Regions from separate parts of the Mus musculus genome. Here region 1 is linked to region 2. A link is a contact called in public Hi-C data. All regions are on one chromosome and are shown on one strand. Each heading gives the region's core, a stretch centred on a gene start, on an enhancer-like site or on the middle of the called end of the contact. The rest is flanking DNA. Distances are from core to core; before and after follow the strand shown. Region 1 has its middle 7.6 kb from the start of Gm34016. Region 2 overlaps Mnat1 (menage a trois 1).

The links. Hi-C and Micro-C count contacts between places; a contact is called where the count stands out from the background.
Region 1: a contact with region 2 is called in a Hi-C map of muscle stem cells, with 3 times the contacts expected there. The contact joins two enhancer-like sites. A contact is called at or near these places in 1 of 15 datasets of contacts at CTCF or cohesin (the NIH/3T3 cell line), 11 of 484 Hi-C or Micro-C datasets (the C2C12 cell line, cardiomyocytes, embryonic fibroblasts and 6 more), 2 of 115 datasets of contacts at active chromatin or transcription factors (cardiomyocytes and stem cell-derived neural progenitor cells) and 1 of 9 other capture datasets (liver).

Annotation. Positions count from the first base shown.
Region 1 is chr12:73,514,775-73,519,083 of GRCm38.p6, reverse strand. No RefSeq gene overlaps it. Among named protein-coding and RNA genes, the nearest start is that of Gm34016, 7.6 kb to the right of the region's middle. Within about 2 kb of position 1,598, at least 28 of the 459 cell types and tissues checked have an H3K27ac peak or open chromatin away from gene starts, as enhancers often do. A contact at or near this core is called in muscle stem cells, where this site is marked.
Region 2 is chr12:73,204,034-73,208,459 of GRCm38.p6, reverse strand. All of the region lies in intron 6 of Mnat1 (menage a trois 1), which reads right to left. Among named protein-coding and RNA genes, the nearest start is that of Gm23910, 60 kb to the right of the region's middle. Within about 2 kb of position 2,004, at least 45 of the 459 cell types and tissues checked have an H3K27ac peak or open chromatin away from gene starts, as enhancers often do. A contact at or near this core is called in muscle stem cells, where this site is marked.

The sequences.
Region 1 (4,309 bases), core at 349-2,848, 310 kb before region 2:
AGAACCCAAGAGGCCACACCTGATAACCTAAGGACCTTCCACAGACTCAACCTTAATGGTTCTTCTGTTCCTTTCCGAAACATTACCCAAGAGACCAAGCATGTCACTACCCGGGATCCTCGGGAAGTCCCTCAACCATGAGAGAAGTACAGAGTATTTCTCCCAGCACCGTCCAGGTGATGATACAGAGCTGGTGGGGTGAGGAAGCGGTGTTGCGCGGATATGTTAGAATGATAAACACAATGACCAAAAGCAGATTAGGAAGAGACCGGTCTACATCACAGTCCATCATCAGAGAAGCCTCGGCAGGAACTTAAAGGCAGGAACCTGGAGGCAGGAACAGGCACAGAGACCACAGAGGAGCACTGCTTACTGGCTTGTTCCTCCTGGCTTGCTCTCTTTTCTTTTACAACCCCGAACCACCTGCGCAAGGGTGGTACTGTCCACAGAGGTCTGGGTCCTTCCACATAAATCACCAATCATGAAAGCCCCAAAGGCTTGCCTATGGGCTAATCTGATAGGGGCATTTTCTCCGTCAAAGTCCCCTTTTCTCAGATGGCTAGCAGGGATGACCACCAGAGCACAGGGATGACCACCAACCAGAGCACAAGGGATGACCGCCAGTACCTGTCTCCACCAGCCAGGTTCCCTACGGATAGATAGCTGGCCATTCCCAGGATTTTCCAACCCCATCCTCTAGTAAATGTCGTATAGGCAGAGAAACCTTTAAAATGAACTTAAGTTTACTCATCCCCAAATTAAAGGCATGTCTACCAACGGCTCACCATTAATAATTCCCTCCCCCCAAATTCACACACGCTTTGGCAGCCTTCCAGCTTGTTTTTTTATGCAGTGGCATATCAAGATTTGAAAGGCAGAAATAATTTTTTTCAGGGAAAAGCTAATGGCTTCTTTGCCTGATTAGTTTGACCATTTTCTAGCCGCTCTTTTCAAAAGTATTCACAATGTTCTCCCCACAGCGAGCTAAGAATAAACATCCACATTCCTGGGCAATCAAGGAGGAAAGTTTGGCAAAGGGTGTGCCAATGTCTCTTTGAATGCGGTCGACCCCCACACTGACCTGAGTCAGATACAGTCAGATTCATCTTACCTCCAAGGAACTCTAACAGCGTGAGAGCCTGCCGCGGAACTCTAACAGCGTGAGAGCCTGCCGCGGAGCTCAGACTTGGCACAAGTGGGCCACACATTTTCCTGCTTGGGCTCGATCACCTTGGAGTTCCAGGAGGCAGGTAGATGGGAAAGAATCCATTAACTAATCAACAGCACTAGGCTGCCCTAGAACCTCTGTACACGGTGAGGCTCTCTGAAAAAAAAAAAAAAATCACTTACCAATAAGCTGTGGAAGTGGCGAACACGTAGCATATTTTGTTTCTACAAAGCTAAAAAGAGGTAAATTTACGCGTTTGATTTGAACTTCAAAGTAGTTTAGAAACAGAAATGAAAGTGTGTGTGTGTGTGTGTGTTTTCCCTCTGCCTCCACAAGCACCACACAAGCTTAGTCTTACTTTCTGGGTCAGTCTAGGGTGGTGCAAGTATGCCCCATTCTCCCAGCAGAGGTCGCTGTTGCCCACCATAATCTTCAAAGGCTCTTTTTTTTCCTTGTCCAGCTATTGCAGCGGCTTTAGACAGAGGCCACAGAGCCTTTAGAGATAGAGAAGAAAATAATCTATGGTTTGGGGAATAGGATCGCAATGTTGGGGAAATTGATACTTTAATAATGAGTCTGTGCCGAGTAGGCTTCAATCTGGATAAACTGGTCAGTGTTCCCTTTGTACAATGACAGCCTAGCTCCGTTCTCGTTAAACCTGCCCGGTCTTTCTCTCCTTTCTGAGTGTCACCGTCAACTGAGAAAATAGAGACAGGAAAGCCAAGCAGTGCATGCCGCCGCCCACCATCCATTCTCAACAGGATATTCATCACATTGTTGAGGGTGGCGTCTGTGACACAGCTAATCACCCAGTTGTGCTCCAAACTTGGGTGTCCCGGATGATTGTCTAACCTCAGTTGGGAGGTAGGCTTTAGTGGTAGCAGCTTCCTCCTTCAGGAGCTTAGCAAGTCCAATAGGTTGTAGGTTGTTCAGGTCTCTGCCTACATGCAATAGGTTCCCACCTCTACCCTCCGCATGGTATTCTGGGTAGCGGGCGGTCTGCCCTGACCAAGCGCTGATATGAGGCTGAGGAGACAGGTGTGGGATCTAACCCGGAGGGAGTTGACCGGCTGCACACTGAGCATGGCTGCATCCCCAGTGACATTAGAAATAAAACACTCCAGGGCTGGAAAGATGGCTCAATGGCTAAGACTCGAGCTTGATCCCCAGCACCCACAGAGCCTTTAACTCCAGCTCTAGGACGCCACCTTCTGGATCCTGTGGTCCACTAGCACATGCACACTGCGGACACGCACATAATTAAACATAAATAAGATAACTCAATTTTTTTATTTTTTTATTTCTATTTTTTTGGTTTTCCGAGACAGGGTTTCTCTGTATAGCCCTGGGTGTCCTGGAACTCACTCTGAAGACCTGGCTGGCCTTGAACTTAAAAATCCACCTGCCTCTGCCTCCCAAGTGCTGGAATTAAAAGCGTGCCCCATTACGTCTGGCAAGATAACTCAATTTTTGAACAAAGCATTTCTTTTTCGGTTTCTCTAGACCCATCCGGGGAGCCTGCCTTGGGCCCTGAGTTTCATTTCCAGCACTGAAAAATGTAGATAAAGTTGCCTTTGCTTGCTTTCTAACATGCTAGACAAAAGGAACAATAACAAAAAAAAAAAGCTTTGTTTTTCAGAACTGTTTAGGATTGAAGGATTGAAGGAAAAAGTAGGAAGCACAGAGGGTGTCTATATGCTCTCTGCACCCCGAAACCTGACCCATTTGTTACAACCTCCAAACCCACATAACTATCTGGCAAGGTCTATAGCTCACATTAGGGTTCCCTTTTTGTGCTTCACAGTCTGGACAAATGTATATGACCCGAGTCCCTCATTACTGTACTCCAGAGAACAGTTTCATTGCCCTAAAACCCTGTGCGCTCTGCTAGGTCATCCCCACTTCATCTCTAATCCCTGGCGACCACTGCTCACTGCCTCAGTGGTTTTGCTTTTCCCGAATGCCACAGAGTTAGAATTATACATCACGTGGCTTTCTCGGGCTGGCTTCCTTCCTTCTATCTTCCTGTATATCTGTTCATGGCTTGCTAGCCTGCACCTGTTTATTGTTGTTGTTATTATTATCATTATTATTATTATTATTATTATTATTATTATTATTATGTTATTATTTCATGGCTTGTATGTTTACTCACCTCCTGAAAGATATCTCAGTTGCTTCCCAATTGAGGAAATTATAAAGAGAGCTGCACCAGACATCTTCATGCGAGAGTGGGATTCAGTGGCTCACAACTGGTCAAAGAGCTGAGCAAAAACTGACCAGAGTTTTTGTTGCCCTAAAATCCTGTGTGCTCTGGCAATCCAGCCTTTCATCTCATTTAAGACAGCCTTTAAATGGACGTCTGTGTCAAGATCCCTCTGCAAGACTCAGAAGAATGTAAGAGTTTCAGAGTGAGGCAGAATGCTATGAAATGAAATCCCCTGTGGGTGATGTGGCCATTGCGCCTACAAACCCACTGTGGTCACCTGCACTACAGCACACCAAGATCAGCTCCAGCAGGCAGCGTCAACTGAACTCAATAGGTTAAAAATAAAAATAAGAAACAAATAAGTAAATAAATAAGTGGAAAGGATATGAGGTTGGGAGGGCGATGTGTCCTGGGGCTGTCTTGGAGGAGTATGACAGAGTCGGGGGTGGGGGTTGGGTAAGATCAAGGTACATTGTATACACATATGAACTTGTCAAAGAGTAAATGAAAGATATTCTAAAAGACTTCATGTGGATTTTAGTGTGAATGTAAATATCACATATAGCATAATGACTGCTGTATTTTGCCACCTCCAGTCACTAAGGTTGGGAACTGGGGTCTGAAAGGCCCCCAGGTCCCCCACTTTCTACATCCCCTTCTGGAAAAGAACTCTGTGACTGAGCTGCCACTGTCACAGGAGAAGACAGCATGCAGAGACTGCAGTCTCCGCTGGCTCCTCCTCAGCTGCTCACACAGGAGGGGACAGAGGTGGTTTTACTAGTGGTTTGTTCAGAATTAGAGCGAACCACACGCACTCACATATGCTCCCGATCATTCGGGGTTTCCAGTTACACATTGCCCAAATATATTGAATCACTGAGTCAGATGAGTCTCGACTTTATATTCTAGCAAAGAAGTTCTGTGCTGTGGAG
Region 2 (4,426 bases), core at 755-3,254:
TATAAATAAAATCTCTTTATGTTTTTTGACATGGTGTCTCTGTGTACCCTTGGCTGTCCTAGAACTCATTCTGTAGACCAGGCTAGCCTCAAACTCAGAGATCTGCCTGCCTCTGCCTCCTAAGTGCTGGGATTAAAGGAGTTTGTAACAAGTCACCATGCAGGTGCTGGGAACTGAACCCAGGTCCTTTGTACAAGCAGCTAGTGCTCTTTACTGCTGAGCCATCACTCTAGACCTCTACCCAGGTTTTAAACCCTTCACTGCCAAAGATACTAAGCATGTATCTATCACAGAAAAATAATTTATTCATCAAATATTTGGCACATGGTAGACACTGTGAAGCTATAATATAGCATGAATCACCTGAATTAACCCTACTTTCAAATATTTATAAACATGTACAAATTAATGTGCCACAATATGGACTTATAGCCATTAATTATAAAGTATAAGGTTCTTATTTATGTATTAATATATAGGTTCTTTTAAAATGAAAATGATAAAATACCATTGGCAGAAAATATTTACAATCTATTTCTAAAATACATTTAGACTTAGGCAAGCTACATTGGTACTGAGAAATAAACTCTAACTCTTATACATATATATTTTTTCTTATATGTTTACTTTTCTTTGTATACTAAGTAAAAACAAGCTCTTCCTCTAACAGAAGTCATCAACAGAAAGTGATGACTTGTCAATCACTATAAGTTGTATATACTTTGAGATATGATCAACAAGACTATTTCAACTAAGAAGAATAACTCCTAGCAATGATGAAATAAAGTGCCTTTAGGGAGCCACTTGGCTAATCAGTTCTTTAAGCTGCATTTCACTGAACCTTTGACAGCAAGCACTTCATGTTTACTCTATGGATTACAAAAGCAGCATACAGGAGTCACAGTCCTTTCAGGCTGGCCTCTGAAAGCCTACATATCGCTCAGCATAAGTGCAGCTCACACAAACACAAAAGCATCTAGCCTGTCACATGGCTTGCTTTAGGTTTTGTTTTTTGTTTTAATTCTGGGGGATAAATCTAATTTTATTCTATAGACTTCATTTTATTAAAAAAATGTAAATTGAAGAGATGTATACTTAATAAAACAGTAACCTAAGAGCAATGAAAAACCTAGCTTTCAAGTGCTTCTAAATTTTACAGCTTGGTATTTTAACGCTGGTAAGTACTAACATATGACCAGTTGCTAGGACAGGTGCTGCTGCCAATCAGCTGCCTTTGCCGAGACACATTCTACAGATTACCACTTAATCTCCCACCAACAGCAACGGCTGCCTGTTGCATCGATAAAATCACCACTGAAAATAAACATGGTCACCAAAACAAGAAAAAGTACTCAGATATAACTTTGGGCAAAACCCAGCTCAGCCTAGTTCTGCATCTCCTTATTTCCTTCTATTAAACCTCAGGCTCCCTTGCCTGGCTCTCACCACCTCTCCACAGGCTGTTTCTGATTTGTCTCTTCTAAAAATTTAGATAGATAGATAGATAGGGTGTTTCCTTTGCTGCTGTTGATAACCTGATCCTGTTAAAATCAAGAGAAATGGGATTTAGTGAGACATGCACCTTCTGACCGTCTCACGACATCTGGTCTTGCACTGGAACTCACCTACAGTCCCCTGTTCCCATCCCAAGAAACTGTTCTTACACAATATCTCAGCCCACTGAACACAATTGGAACCACCAAATAAAGCACCTTCTCTACATCAGGGAAATTACGAGAAAATGACTCTGAAGATCTTTAAGACCTGCTACAAGGTGCTGTTGAAGTTACTTTAAGTACATCTGGAATCAGACTGAGAACCGTACTCAGTTACTTTTATGATCTAACTATACTTTCAATGCCTGAAGTCAACCCTGATTGTTAAACAGCAAGTAGCACTAGGTTCTCCGGTGATTTGAAAGCCACTCTGACTCTGTTGCACATGCCTGTGACCACTGTGACCTCTACAAAGCAGTTGTGCGCTTTGCTGTGGTGCAAATCCTCACAGACAAGTTGAACCTGTTCTCTTTGGCACTGAGCCCTTTCGCTGAGCACACAGCTGAGATTTATTATACAAGGGGAACTGAGGGGCATTCTTACACAACATTTATCCTTCACATATAGCCAAGTCTAATCTTTTACAACCTTTGAAGGCTTTTAAAGAAACAGTCTCTTAATTACAATGTTTCTTATTTGTCACTAATTGCAAGACATATTAAGATTCATTTGACATTGGGAAAAAGCTAGCACACAAAGCTATGTACTAAAGATTGTGAAAATTAGTCACTTAACATACATTCGAAGCAGTAGCACTCTTAATCCTCAGATCCTCAAACAATTACCAGCCTTGCTGTCTTTACAAGGTAAAGGCGATAAAATCACTTTTCTAGCCCTGTGCTTTACAGACTACACGATAAGAAAATAGGTTTGTTTGTTACTGCTTTTAATCTCACATCACTCATTGGTCTTTTAAAAACCAGAAACTTTCCATTCTTTCTGACTTTCCTTTGGGAGTGGTTCTCCTGTGAGCCTCCACACACTCTGTACCTCAGCTTAGAGCATCCTCAGCGGCTCCTCCTCGGGAACTGATTATTCTCTAATAACAGGAATTACCACACTTGATCATTGATCTAGCAAAAAGTACTGCCTTGCTGTAAAAAGATAGGAAGTAAGGACAAACGGGCAAACCTCCCATGCCGGCAGAAGTGATCTACCCTCAAAGTCAAGTTCCAACTGGCCTCTCAGTGGCTGAACACCTTAGACTCTGAGTGACGCTGAGTCAAGTGGGCATGTCCTTGCTGTACTATTTCATTTCAATATTCGCGTTAACACCAAGTATACAAACTGGAAAGTACCCGTAATGCTTTTCTGAGTACATTTTTAAATAATTTACTATTAAATTATTTTGTGGTTTAAAAAAAAAGCTAAGGACATTTGTAGGAATTAGGGGTTCCCTAGCAAGTAAACTAGGCACATTCACAAACAGCACCAAATATACTTTGTCTCCAGCTAAAGAAGAAACCCCTTTCATTAGTTTACCATTGTTATTTCAGCTTTTAGAAAAGTTTTCTCCAGCAGTTTCTATCTCTATTCTGTCTCCCTCCAGGGAATTAAAACTTTAGGAGTTTGGGCCATTTGTCATTCACTAAACCAAAACAACACCTTTTCTAGAAAATGTGGGCTCTCCGAGAATAAAAGTATTAACTTTAAGTGGTTTCCCATCTGTGTATGTGTGACAACAACTGAAGACAAAGAGACCATGAGTTTGGGAGAGAGCAAGTGGAGGTTCACAGGAGAGAGGAAGGAAAGGGGGAGGGGGAAATGATTCAGTTATATTATAACCTCAGAAATAAAAAATAATAATAAAAATTTTAAGTATTTTATGGGCATTACAACTTGAAAAAATTAAGTATATAAGAAAATTATTATTCACCTGAAATATTCACAATATGAATCTATTCTATATAGAACAACATAAATATTGATACTCATAAAACAAACCAAACATATATAAAATGACTCAAAAACTGGTCTGAAAAACTGGAGGGGTGTGTGTGTGTGTGTGTGTGTGTGTTCTCTCATGTACATACATGGGTGTATCTACATGTATGGCATATGTGTGGGGACCAAAGATCAATCTGGGTGTCACTATTCAGACTCCATCCAACTTGCTTTTTGAAACAAGGGTGTCTGACTGTCCTGGAACTCAACCAATAAGGCTGTAGAAGCAATTTTTCCTTCACTTGCTTTGATTCTTCACACCAAAATAGCTTTACCAATATATCTTCTTTCCAGGAAGAAACTAAGTCTACTGTCTACTTGCCTATGGCATTCCATAGACATGTGTCTTTAAAATAATGCAATATTAAAAATACAGACTTTTGACTGGGAAAATGGTTCCATGAGTAATATGCACAGCACCAGGAAACTACCCAAGCACTGAGAACGGAGGGGACTGAGAGAAGAACCCCGGGGGTTCTCTGAGCCAGCCAGTCTAGCTGAAATAAGTTAGCTTCAAGTTCAGTGACAAACTGTCTCAAAAGCTGAGGTGGAGTGCAATTAGAAGAAGACATCTGACATCTACTGGCCCCCACATGTACAATACAGAGAGAGAGAGACAGAGAGAGAGAGAGACAGAGAGAGAGAGACAGAGAGAGAGAGACAGAGAGAGAGGCAGAGAGACAGAGAGAGAGAGAGACAGAGAGCAAAACAGAGAGAGACAGAGCGAGAGAGACAGAGAGAGACAGAGAGACAGAGATGGGGGAGCCTATGCAATCCCAAAGGTCATCATGAAATGTATGCTCTGAACAAAGATGAACAGGGACTTTTATTAAGTCTCAGTTTTGCTTATAAGTATATTTAAGAAAGCAAATAAAATATAAAGGATTTAGCAGTGTCAAAGTGGCAACAAAATACCCTTTATTATC